2 separate regions of the Ovis aries genome follow, and region 1 is linked to region 2. The links are chromatin contacts, called in public Hi-C maps. All regions are on one chromosome and are shown on one strand. The core of a region is the stretch at or near the end of the contact, and the rest is flanking DNA. Distances in the headings are between cores, read along the strand shown. Region 1 holds the start of GLCE (glucuronic acid epimerase). Region 2 overlaps NOX5 (NADPH oxidase 5).

Region 1 (6,525 bases), core at 2,304-4,803, 140 kb after region 2:
TGGAGCTTGGACATGTAGGCTGGGGTACCCATGGAGTGGGGTTACTTTGCAGCTTGTAACTGAACTGTGGGAGGCAAACAGGGTAAGACCACTCTATGTGAGGACTAGCTCTCTGTTCCAAGAAGAAGTCCCAGAATCCTAAATTTGGACATGGTCTTCCAAGTTGTTAGCTAAGTTTGTCTAGGCAAAGGAAGATATACATAGGACTTCCCTGGTGGTCCAGGGGTTAAGACTCTGAAGTTTCACTACAGGGAACATGAGTGTATATTGTCACCCTGCTTATTCAACTTATATGCAGAGTACATTACATGAAATGCCAGGCTGGATGAAGCACAAGATGGAGTCAAGATTGCTGCGAGAACTATCAATAACCTCAGATACGCAGATGACACCACCCTTATGGCAGAAAGCAAAGAAGAACTAAAGAGCCTCTTGATGAAAGTGTAAGAGGAGAGTGAAAAATTTGGCTTAAAACTCAACATTCAGAAAACTAAGATCATGGCATCCAGTTCCATCACTTCATGGCAAATAGACAGGGAAACAGTGAGAGACCTTTTTTGGGTTCCAAAATCGCTGCAGATGGTGATTGCAACCATGAAATTAAAAGCCGCTTGCTCCTTGGAAGAAAAGCTATGACCAGCCTAGATAGCATATTAAAAAGCAGAGTCATTACTTTGCCAACAAAGGTCCGTCTAGTCAAGGCCATGGTTTTTCCAGTAGTCATGTATGGGTGTGAGAGCTGGATCACAGAGAAAGCTGAGCGCCGAAGAATTAATCCTTTTGAATTGTGGTGTTGGAGAAGACTCTTGCGAGTCCCTTGGACTGCAAGGAGTCCAACCAGTCAATCCTAAAGGAAATCACTTCTGAATATTCATTGGAAGGACTGATGCTGAAGCTGAAACACCAATAATTTGGCCACCTGATGCGAAGAACTGACTCACTGGAAAAGACCCTGATGCTGGGAAAGACTGAAAGCGGGAGGAGAAGGGGATGACAAAGGATGAGATGGTTGGATGGCATCACTGACTCGATGGACATGAGTTTGAGTAAGCTCCAGGAGTTGGTGATGGATAGGGAACCCTGGTGTGCTGTAGTCCATGGGGTTGCAAAGAGTCGGACATGACTGAGCGACTGAATGACTGAACAGAACTGATATATATATACACACAGACACAGACCCAGACACACACACAGACACACACACAGACACACACACACACACACACACACACACACACAACATATACATATCTGGAGTAGGAAATGGCAACCCACTCCAGTATTCTTGCCTGGAAAATCCCAAGGACAAGGAAAACTGGCAGGCTAAAGTCCATGGGGTTGCAAAGAGTCAGACACAACTGAGCAACTAGGCATATATATGTTAAATTTAGAGTTTGTTAGCTTGTTTTATAACTTTTCATACTATTTAGACATTTGATATATGGGCTCCCTTGTGTAGACTTTTGTAAGCCCTACAACTGCTAGGGTTGGCTCTGGTATCTCATTTGATACAGAATCAAGTTGAATTAGCTTGGCCTGGTTTTTTAAGGCCTTTTACTATTGGTTCTTCCCTAAACTTACCTTTCACTACTCTTCTGCAGGAATCCTCCGCAGGCCAGTCTGGTCCACTCAGATCCAGGCTTGGCCTACATCCTCTCCTCTGTGCTCAGGTTCACTCTATTTTCTCTGAAGAACCTTTGCTTCTGCTCTGTATTTGTATAGGCCAACTACTATTTAAACACCCAGCCTCATAGTCATGTGTCCTCCTCTGGATTCTTCTAACAGCTTTTTTCTGAACCACTCATTGACACTCAAAGTGTGGAACTGTGTGTGGAAGCCATTTTTCTTTCCATGCACAAGGTATATAGATATAAGGAGGTGCCAATATGCAGCAGTTTTTAAACGAGGAAAGAGTATCCAAAAAAAAAAAAAAACCCAAAAACCAAACAGAAGAGTAGCTAAAGAATCAGGAGAAAGTAGTTAGGCAAGTAACCAAGGAGGAGATGGCTGGCATCGTCAAAGGCTGCAGAGTGGTCTTTGGGAAAGATGCCCCAAAATAGAAAGAGAAATGAAGTCCTTTGTGACCACTGAAAGATCAGCCCATTGTGTGGGTGTAAACAGCACTGTAGTAGGGAAAATAAGAGATGAAAAGTAAAGACAGCAAATTCAATTTAGAGTTATCTGAAAAGGTGGAGGATGTTGGGTTGTTTTGTTTTGTGCAAGGGATGGAACAAATGTGTCTGTGGGGAAAAAAAGAGCTAGATTAGAGGGGAACAGTGATATCAGGGGAAGGATAGTTTGATTAATCAAAATCTGGGAATGGTGGCCATCCAGGGCACAGGTTCAGGGATTAACCTTGATGAAGAGAAAGGACTTGTTCTGGTAAAGGGAATGAGTGCAGACTATAGGACAGACATCCTAATCAAGAGACTGGACTTAAGCGTGAAGAAATGGGCTGTCACTGTAGAGGAAAGGCTAGGAAAGCCTGAATTTTCTGGAGCAGGTCTAAGATTTCTTTCATAGTTGGTCACCATATCTGTGGATTCAATCAGTTATATTCAGGGAAAAAATTTCAGAAAAGTTCTAAAAAGTTGCAGCAGTAACTATTTACATAGTATTTACATTGTATTATAAGTAATCTAGAAACAATTTAAAGTATATAGGCGATAGGTTATATGCAAATACTACAGTCATTTTTACACAAAGGACTTGAGTGTCCACTATTTTAGTAGCTGCAAGTATCCTGGAACAAGTAACTCGGGATATTGAGAGACGACTTTATTTAAATATCATATTCTTCAGTCTTTCTTTCTACATTTACTCAGTGCCCCGAGTGTGCCAGACACTGGTGTTCACAGAGACACAACTTTTCATGTAATTTTGGAATGTTATAACGATGACTCAGTGAGATTTACTTTTTACTCTTCTAGAAGGCTTTCAGTATAAATAAACACCAGTCGGAAGGGAGTCTTTCGTCAGATCAGACGACCCGAGTAGGGGTTGAGAAAACACGGGCATCTCAACAATGGCGCCCTGTTAGAGGTGGAAAGGGAGGGGAGGCCCAGAGAGGGGGAAAAACAGGTTTAGACCTGGGTAACCCGAGGAGGGTGCGCCTTCAACCAGGAAGAACTGTGCCTCTTAAGCACTTCAGGCCGCGGTGTAACCAAGGGTAATAGCGCTTCAGCTCACGGCAATGTGAAAACCACCTTCTTCCCTAACCAGATGTATCTACGGAGCCTGACTAGGACTAGACAGAAGCCAAGATTCTTCATTCAGGGTTCCTTCCCAAGAACTTCCTCTGCCCCTGACTACTTAAAGGTCACTGCTCTTACCCCTAGTTTATTGATACGGGGCGGGGGAGAAGAAGCGGTGGGAGAATCACCTTTCCTATTTTGCGATTGGTAGTACTAGGCTCCAAGTCCCGCCTCCCACGCTGCCGCCAACAGGCTCTCAGAGTTGTCACTCGATTCACTGCGGCCGCCCCTCGCCGTGGCCCCGCCCCTCTCTGTGGCTGGGATCTCGCGGGAAGAGCGGCGGGTACGGCTGTGGCTCTGTCTCCAGGCTGCGCGCGGAGCGGGAGGGATCTCCTCACACAGGCGCTTCCTCGCGGAGGGTTTGGAGCTGCGGCAGACGCAGGCCTGGGCCGCCCCTTCTCTGCCGCCTCCTTCTCTTCCTCAGGGTTCCCCGGTCCGCTTGCCCTACGACGCTGCCCAGGTGAGGAAGCCCGGAGCGCGTCTCCGCTGAGGAGCGGTCGGGGAGCCGGGACACGGAGCAATCGGGGCAGGCGGGCTCCTGACGGGGGCGGCTCCGCGGCGCTGCCTGGTGTGCGCGAGGCTTGGCGGGGTTCGGAGTGAGGAGGGCGAGGACGCGGTGGGGTGGGATCCGGGTGCGGACGCCCAAGGGCGGTGTAGCGGGTGCCAGGGCTTCTCCGGGTGAGGAGGCGGTTTACTGGGGGTCTGGGGTCTCTTCCGGCTTGGGGTTCGGATGGGTGGCAGCAGCGGTTCGGGTCCCGGGTCTTTGGGGTTGAAGGAGATTTACCGGGATCCTTCCGTTCCTTGAAGTGGTATAGCGGGGTTCCGGGACAAGGGGTCGTTTTATCACGGTCTCACGCTCTTTTAGGGGCAGAGGATTCAGTTTTAGCAAGGTCCTAGGTCTCTGAAGGGGCCGATGTACGGGGTCTTGGGGGTACTTTGAGCAGGAGTGGGCTTCTTTTTTCACATTCCTGGGATAAAGAAGCAGTGTATTGGGGTTCTGTCTGTTTATCAGGGTCTTCGGGCGGGAGGGCGATGTATCTGCGTCCTGCAGGGGCCGGGACCGCCTTGGTGGACTGCTGGGGGCGGAAGGGTTTACGACGGAGACCAGCGTCTTTATTGGGGTTTCTAGTTTGCCCAGAGGGGAGCGGTAACTTGGCATGGCCCCCAGTTTTTTCGGGGGCGACAGGGCGAGTGAGCGGGTCCCCGGGAGATCTCGAAGGGAGGGCGCGGCTCTGCAGGCGCTGGATCGGCTCGTGGCGGGAAGGGAACTCTGGTGACATCTCGAGTTCGCAGTCTGTGGCTGGTCAGCATCCTGGAACAGATCTCTTTCTAAATGAGATTTACTCAATGCTTAGTTGAAGGATTGATCCGTGTTGTTGCCTAGTTGGAGAAATAGTGCGACTGTTCTGCAGTTTTCTTCTCTCTGCCCCAGGATCCCTGTGGCGGCGTGCTGATTTCTCTCCTCTGGGAACCAGAGTGGCAGACAGCACCTTAAGTGGGCATGTAGACATGTAGGTTCTTAAGGAGGCGAATGTTCTCCGGGTGAGCGTGGAAGCCACTGAGGATAGGGAAGGCTGTGCGGTTTTCCTTTCCTATGTTAGGGTCTACTTTGCTGATCCTGCGTTATTAAGTCTGTCCTGAAGTCCTGCCCGAGTGTTAGGCAGTCAAGTATGCTGGAAAGTGTGCTCTGGCTTCTCTCTGTCGTTTGAAAAGCATTTGTGTAGAGGAATCAGTTCAAGTTCAGCCTCCAAGTAACGCCTTGGAATTCGAAGTTCCAAAGCTAGAGCTCTGCAGATCCGTGGTTTGAGACCTGTAAGGATGGCTAACGGAACTCTTTTAAAGAATCCTGCTTAACAGTTTTATTGTATACAGTTAGTCTTGACTCATATGCAGAGTCCTTGGTAACTAGCCCAAACTTAGATGGAATTCAAATAAAATGACCTGTATACATGCATATGCTCTTTTTTTTTCTTTAAATGTTTAAGTCAGAAAGTCTATGTTTTTGCTTGACAGTTCCCCTGGTTAGATAGCTCCTTTATCATAGAGGCCTGTAAATCAAGTCTGATGTGGCTTGATTTGATGGAACCTGTACTTATAGTAATTCTGTAATTTGGGATAAACAGACAAATTTGAGTATATGGCAAGGCAGAAAATTTTGCCTGCTTTAATCTTTTTTTTTTTTTTTGAGTGACAGTTTTGTTTTAATATTTCTTTTGACCTTAGAACCAGAAACATTAGTGATAATATGTTTAATTCTTGACTTTTATAATCATTTTAAAAAACGAGGGCGCTTCCCTGGTGGTCCAGTGGTTAAGAATCCACCTGCCAATGCAAGGGACATAGGTTCCATCCTGGAAGACCTGCAGCTCAGCCCATGCGCCACGGCTGCTGAGTCCACTCTCCTAGAGCCTGTGCCGCGCAACAAGAGAAGCCAGTGCCGTGGGAAGCCCTCGCGCCACAGTGAAGACTAGCCCCTGCGCGCCGTGACTAGAGAAAGCACTGGTACAGCAGTGAAGACCCAGTGCAGCCATAAATAAATTTTAAAATTAAAGAAAAAAACAGGGAATTCTATATAGCAATATATAACTCTGAAAAGTTTAAGTGTTTTGGGGTTTTAGTTTGGCTTTTGTTTTGGTTGTAAATTAAACCAAAATGCCTGTTTGACTTTTATAACTATCAAAACTGATCAGTTGAGCAGATGTTTGATTGGAATCACAGCCAAAAAAACCCTAAGCAGACCTTTGTTTCCCCATTATTTTTGAAAGCCAATGATAAGTGGATATCAGTAACTTTTAAAAAAAGCCGCTTTCATAATTTCTAAGTAAACATGATGATCAGTCAACAAGTATTTGATTATCTACTAGGTGTCACAGCATGGTGTGTACCTCCATGTACAGTGATTACAGCTCTCATAAACCTGTATCAAGAGAGACAACAAATACATAAAATAATTGAGATGCTGATAAGAGAGAAATAAACAGGATAGTTTTGGGGTTCAGCTCACTTAAAAAACATTAACCCCTGATAATATAACTGGTATTAGCATCTTCTGTTATATAAGCATACAACCTGTAAGGATAAACATCAAACTTAAAAGTGTTTGGGGAATTCTTTAGGAGAGAGTTGCAATGACATGGAAAGTAGTTATTAATTATATGTGCTGTGCTGTACTTAGTCACTCAGTCTTGTCCGACTCTTTGGAACACCATGGACCATAGTCCACCAGGCTCCTCTGTCCATGGGGATTCTCCAGGCAAGCATACTGGAGTGG
Region 2 (6,368 bases), core at 1,829-4,328:
AGAAGGTTAATTAAAAATTCAAATGCCATGTTTTGATGTGTTTCCATTCCGTCCAGCAAAAAACAAACAGTGTCTGTGTATCATGCAGGTAAATAGAAATGTGTTGGAAGAGGGTAAGAAGGACACACACCTAACAGTGCCCAGTGGTCAACTGGAAGGAGGTAAAGGAGCACTTTGAGCAGTGCTCTCTGTTCTATTTCATGTATTTCTGTATTACCCATGGAATGTTTCACAGCATAGAATTTTTATACCATGCACTTCATATATTACTCGGTTTTTATCTGCGTCCTTTTTAAAAGAATAAAGCAGAATGGAGAGAGCGTCTGAAGTGAAAGTCACTTAATTGTGTCTGACTCTTTGCAACCCCATGGACTATATAATCCATGGCATTCTCTAGGCCAGAATACTGGAGTGGGTAGCCTTTCCCTTCTCCGGGGGATCTTCCCAACCCAGGGATCAAACCCAGGTCTCCTGCATTACAGGTGGATTCTTTACCAGCTGAGCCACCAGGGAAGCCTGATAGGAATAAAAGAAGCCCAAAAAGAATAATGCAGAATGGAGACAGCATCTGAAGTGTCTTCTAAAGACCCCTCATATTGATTAGTTCTCCAACGGGAGTGTCTGGGGCACTGCTCGCCCTGGGAATGGACCCCTTACACTGGGGGCGCTCTCCCCTCTTCTACAGAGTAAGGCTGCGCCAGTGCCCAGACTCAGAATGCAAAGCTGCCGGCCAAATGTGCTCTAAGTATTCAAATTAAAGGCCCTTCCAGGCCCAGGGCTGGTCCAGAAAGACTGCTTCGGGGGCACTGACTCTGCTAAACAAATACTCACATTAACCAGCCTTCCTGACAGATTGATGCATCTTTTTATGATCTGTCTTTACAACATGATGACTCTCTCCTTTTAAAAATAAGATTAATTCAGACAAGACATTTATTTTACAGGGAAATCCATCCCAGGGGGGAAGAAGACTCCAGCAGAAAGGCAGAGATGGCTGGAGAAAGACCACTCTCAAGGAAGCTTCCCGCCTCCCAACATTAGCTCTGTGATAGTGGCCCCAAATTAGCTGCCCTAATCCTACACCACCTGGAATCACCCCAGTTGCATGAGTGTTGCCTCCTGGAGAAAACAAAATAAATCAGGAAGTGGGTTTCAGTGGGGGTGGGGGGCGGAGAGGGGGCAGGAGGAAGTGAGGGAGGGAATGGGTATATATATATATATATATATATATATATATATATATATATTTTTTTTTTTTTTTGGTAAAAGAACAAAGTTCTGAGATTCTCCCAAACTTGTTTGGACATATGTGTATACAGATTAAGCTTGTCTTTAAAGAATAGAGAAGTACATCCAAGGGAAATGAATTATTCGTCTCTGTCTCTATGTCTGGAATAGCACTACCATCTACCAGGTGCTTGGCAGTGGTTCGTGAAAGCTTCTGCACTGTGATCCCTGTTTCAGCTGGTGGCATCAGCCAGGTACCCTTGACTCCTCTGTCTCCCCATCTTCATCCCTCAGCCAGCCACCAGGCGCTGCCAATGTGTTTCTCACATCCATTCCCTCCTGTGTCGGTCCTGCCTCGGTTCAGTCCTTCCATAGACTGTTGCCTGGAGTATTATATGATCTCCTGGTTGGTCTTCCTTTCTCCAGCCTCTCCGGGCCTGATCCATCCTCCGCACTGTTGCAGATCTGATTAGACCCCTTCCTGTTGGATAATTGTCCTGTCACAGTCATCAGACTGCCAAGACTGGCACACAGGCCTTCCTGCACGAGCACTTGATTCAGTTCTGCAGACTGGCCCTTCTTCCTCTGTCTGGCCAACATCCATTTCACCTTCATATTCTAAAAATGAGGTAGAACTCAGCGTTGCCCGGAACACTATGCCATTTCACACCTTCACGCCTTTGCTTCTGCAGTGCCTGACATTTGGAGCGTTCTTCCCCACCTTCAGATTGAGATCTCAGAACATTTTATCAGCTCATCTGTGAAGACCTGGTTGCTGCTCCCTCCCGGCGTAGAACAACCTCCTCTGTGTGATCGCATCGGGACTACTTCCCCTACAGCACCTGCCGCAGGCATCAGCTTTACCTGTACCTGTCTGTGAACCCCTTGAGGGTAGGAACAGTGTCTACGCATCTTTGTCTCCTCCATGCCTGGCACATAGTAGGTGATCATGTGTTGGTGTTGGTGAGCTGCCACAACTCACTGGAAGCCCCGTCTGTCTCTACTCCCTTTCCCTGCTCTGCTCTGCCCCTTCAAGGATAAAGAAACTCCAAGATCTCTGCCGGCAGACTGGACCAGCCTTGCATGTGGATACAGTAGGCAGCTGCCTTCAAGGTGCAACTGAAGAGTCCCTAGAAAGATCCCTGCCTCCCTGCCTCCCAGTCTCCCATCCCTCCCACAGTTGCTTCTCTTCTATGAGTGGAGGTCAGGATTCCTATAGGAATCCACGCTCCGCCTCCAGCTCCCCCTGTAGAATAAGGAGGTGGGACTCAGGGTCCCTTGTAACCCTGCGATACTTCCTCTTCTTCTTCCTCATTCTTCTTCTTTCTTCCTCTAACTCAAAAGAGATGAATGACTTAGAAAGAGCCAATGAATCAGAAATAGGGAAAGCAAAAAAAAAAAAAAAAGAGTAATTTTGCCAAGTTATTATTCAAAGGAGCTCTCTGGGACCAGGAGCAGAGCAGCGCCATCCATCACGGCGCAGAGCTCTGGGGCTGGGGTGGGGGGAGGTGGCCGCGCTGTCTGTGGACAGCTCTGGGCCCCGTGCGCGAGTGAGCAGCCAGCCCGGGAAAGCTGGGGCCCGCTGCCAGGCACCGCGGAGGGCGGGAGGGAGGCCAGAGGGGCACTGAAAGGGGACCAGCAGCCCCAAGGCCTGGGGCAAGGCTTACTGACCTGCTTTCCTCAACAGGCCGGAGCCCTGGAGCCTGCCCTCTGGACTGGACTGGGCCAGCTCTGGGGAAAGCACCCTTTGGAGCAGAGGGAAGAGGGATGCGGGCGGCAGGCCTCAAGTTTAGAGCCTCTTCCGCTCAGCTGCTCTCCCCAAGCCTTTGCTACCCTTGAGGGAGGAAGCCTTGTCCCACCAGAAGGGGGCCTAGTTCACACTCATCCCTGCATCCCAGGGCTTAGCCCCATGCAGGCTCCTTGGATGAGTGAGCCGATTTGAGGATGGCAAACTTGTTCCAGCACACTGTTTGCTCCTGTTTGGGTTTTTAAAAAATTACTTTACTGTAGTTTTTCTGCATAGGTTATCACTGCTTATTACATTGTAATTATAACCCACTTGGGCCAGAAGGGAAATCTGATTCCTCTCTGTGCACACGTTCCACAAATAGGAAGCCCTTGGAAAATATGTAGGGAAGGAAAAAGGACAGGAGGGAGAGGCAGAACTTCTCGATGGCATCTAAGCCTCCACGCATCCCCATGGCCCCACTGTGCCACCATCTGGGCCATTGTTGGCCCCAGGCTCTGCGTTAGAGGACATTTCAGTGCTGCTTACTGGATGAGTTTGTCGCATTCCTAGGTTCTAGGTGCTGGAGTTGAACAAAGTAGACAAAAGGTTTCAAGGTCTGCTCTCAGTTTCCTCATCTGTAAAATGGAGACAACAATAATAATGGTACCTGTCAGATAGGGAAATGGTAAAATGATTAAATAAATTAATGTGTATAAGGTGCTTGGCAGGTAGTAAGTTTTAACAAGTGCTGGTTATTTCTGTCTTAGTCTGTTTGGACTGCTATAGCACAGTACCATAACCTGGAGGTCTTATAAACTACAGAATTTATTTCTCACAGTTCAGGAGGCTGGAGTCGGAGATCAGGGTCCCAGCATGGTCCGGTTCTGGTAAGGACCCTCTTCCAAGTTGCCCCTCTACCATCAGGAGGGGTCTGCAGCCCTCTGTCTTCAGGTTTATTATCACTAAACACATTTGTGAGCCTGATAAACAACCTTCCTTCCCAGGGAGGACTAGCAGGCTCCCAGGAGTCTGTAAACACTGCCCGCCACCCACCATGTCCCCGGGGAAGCCTTGACCGGCTATGTGGACATCAGTGCATCGTTTCCCAAAGCAGCAAATCTCCCCAGGCTGCAGGAGGCCCAGGAAGACGGGAAGATGGAATCACAGCCCCTCCAGCTCTTCAGCTCTGCGTTGTGAATTCTGGGGATAATGTATCTTCTTTTCTCCCCTGATTGCTCCTGAAATCTCCTGCCTGTTTATCAAATCTGAGTGCTTCACTGCCCTTGGCTCTTTAGCTCTGTCTGTGCGCCTCTTCTCTAGAAGAGGGAAACAGGCGTGCTCTTGGGGGATTTCCATCCAGTGCTGAGGACAAGAAGGCCAGTTTCAATGAGGCTGTCCCCATGTCACCAGGGGAGCAAGCAGATGGGTGGTCTTTTGGGACATGAGGCAGGAGGGCCTCAGAAAGTACCTGACACCCCTGTCTAGGCTGGACTGAGGCTAATCTCCCAGAAAGGAAAGTCCCCTCCTCACACTCCACTCCCCCAACAGAACCCGGTCAAGTGAGCTGAGGCGCATTCATTCATTAACTCCACAGGTATAGCGCCAGGTAACAAACAAGTATGGTGCCAATGCAAGGGAGTAAACGCCAGCACAGGGCCTCGTGAGCTGCTGTGGTGGCCAAAGCAGAGGGGAATCAAAGTTAGGGTTGGAGAGAGATGTCCCCTGACCTTGATCTTGGAGGAGGCATGGGAAATGGGTGGAGGGTGTATTTGTACACAAAAGTCCAGGCATGTTCAAAGGCATAAAGGTGTGACTGTTTAATCTTAGGGTGACTGGATGGCAGGTCAGGAGCATAGGTAGGGAGGGAGTCAGATATCACTGGAGGCTGGGCTATGAGGAGCTACTCAAAGCTGTACAGCAAGGGCCTGGCAGGGTCATGCTAGAAAGACCAGTGTCTGCAGTGAATGAAATGAAGGGGAGAACACATGCAGGCCGAGCAGCTGGTGGAAGAGAACTTGGCCTAAGGCAGAGGCGGGGATGGACTGGGGAACGGGAGAGCGGTGGATACAGGGCTGAGGGGTGAGCTCGAAGTCTGCCCCCGCCGTACCATTCAAGCTGAGGCACAAAACCTGTTCAAACCAGCCCTCATAAAAGGAACATTGGTGGTCAGGATGGAATGGCAACCCCAACCCCAGTTCAGGATGGGTCAAGTTAGGAGTGAGGCTGCCCTTTCCTTCTTTTTTAAAAAAGGTGGGTTTTTTTTTTTTGGTTGTGAAGCAAGGCATGCAAGATCTTAGTTCCCCGACCAGGGATCAAACCTGTAGTGGACGCAGAGAGTCCTAACCACTGGACTACCAGGGAAATCCTTGTCCTTTCCTTCTTGAGGATCTGTGTGGTCTCTTGACACATCTCTTACCACGAGGTATCAGGACCTCTCACCCTGAGCAGTAGTCTCTGTGTCTCTTCAGATTCTCAAGACAGAGCACTTGAGTGGCCCAGCTCACGTCCTTCCTGCCAGGTATGGATTGGCTGCCTTGGGCTCAGGGTCCACGTCTGATCCCATCAGCCGTGGCTGGGGTTGGGAAGAGGCCTGGTGCTTATAGGATCACAGGGTTAGGAGCCGTGACATGCTCCCCAGAGGGGTGCGGGCAGGGCAGGCTGTGAGCGAGCCTTGGGCCATGACGGCCTTTACCTGTGCCTCTATTTGATACCGTGTGTTCAGATCCTGCCAAAGCCTTTTCACTCTCTTGTGGTCCCAGGTGGTTCAGCTGTGTGTGCGTCATTTCCAGCTAGCCTGAGAGCTCCCCAAGACTGGATCCTTCCTCCACCACCCTCACATTTCCTACAGAGCCCTTGGAAAAGAGCTTAGTAAGCAGCCATACATAAAGACTTTTTGCCCCATCTTGGGCTGTATTAAAGAAAGAAATGTCATTTTTTTTTAACATGAAAAAAATTTTTTTGGCTGCACTCCACAGCATGTGGGACCTTAGTTCTCTGACTAGGGATGGAACCCACACCCCCTTGCATTGGAAGGCCATCTTAACCACTGGACCACCAGGGAAGTCCCTCCAGTATTATTTTTAATTGCTTTACTATTTACTTAAGATTTGCAATAGGATAGTTGTCTCTTTGTCAGGGCCTCACCCTGTGAACAGTAAGGAGCAAGATAACCTGACCCCAAAATCCTTCCCTCTTCTCCTCTGCAAGCTGACCCCTGACTTTGTGCTGGGCAACCCCAGGTGATATGACCAGATTAATTAGTCCTGAGGACGCTGATGCAGCCACGTGCCTCTTCTCTCAGGTGATGGTGAGAATCCACTGGGGATCCTGGGAAAGTTTCCTTTCCTGATGAAAGGAGCAGGAGAGGCTGGTGCCATCTCTCTCTCGTGCTTCCTGTCTTGGTTGAGATTCC

Evidence for each region. A called contact is a pair of places that touch in the nucleus more often than the background predicts.
Region 1: a Hi-C map of hypothalamus shows a contact between it and region 2, with 2.9 times the contacts expected there. The contact joins the promoter of GLCE here to the enhancer-like site in region 2. A contact is called at or near these places in 3 of 16 Hi-C or Micro-C datasets (hypothalamus, omental adipose tissue and tail adipose tissue).

Annotation. Positions count from the first base shown.
Region 1 is chr7:16,026,126-16,032,650 of ARS-UI_Ramb_v3.0, forward strand. GLCE (glucuronic acid epimerase) reads left to right here and starts at 3,554. Exons shown (of 3, transcript XM_042252102.2): 1 at 3,554-3,714.
Region 2 is chr7:15,887,968-15,894,335 of ARS-UI_Ramb_v3.0, forward strand. It overlaps NOX5 (NADPH oxidase 5), which reads left to right. Exons shown (of 20, transcript XR_009601335.1): 18 at 89-161; 19 at 945-1,481; 20 at 1,920-3,694. Among named protein-coding and RNA genes, the nearest start is that of NOX5, 74 kb to the left of the region's middle. Within about 2 kb of position 3,079, at least 13 of the 54 cell types and tissues checked have an H3K27ac peak or open chromatin away from gene starts, as enhancers often do. A contact at or near this core is called in hypothalamus, where this site is marked.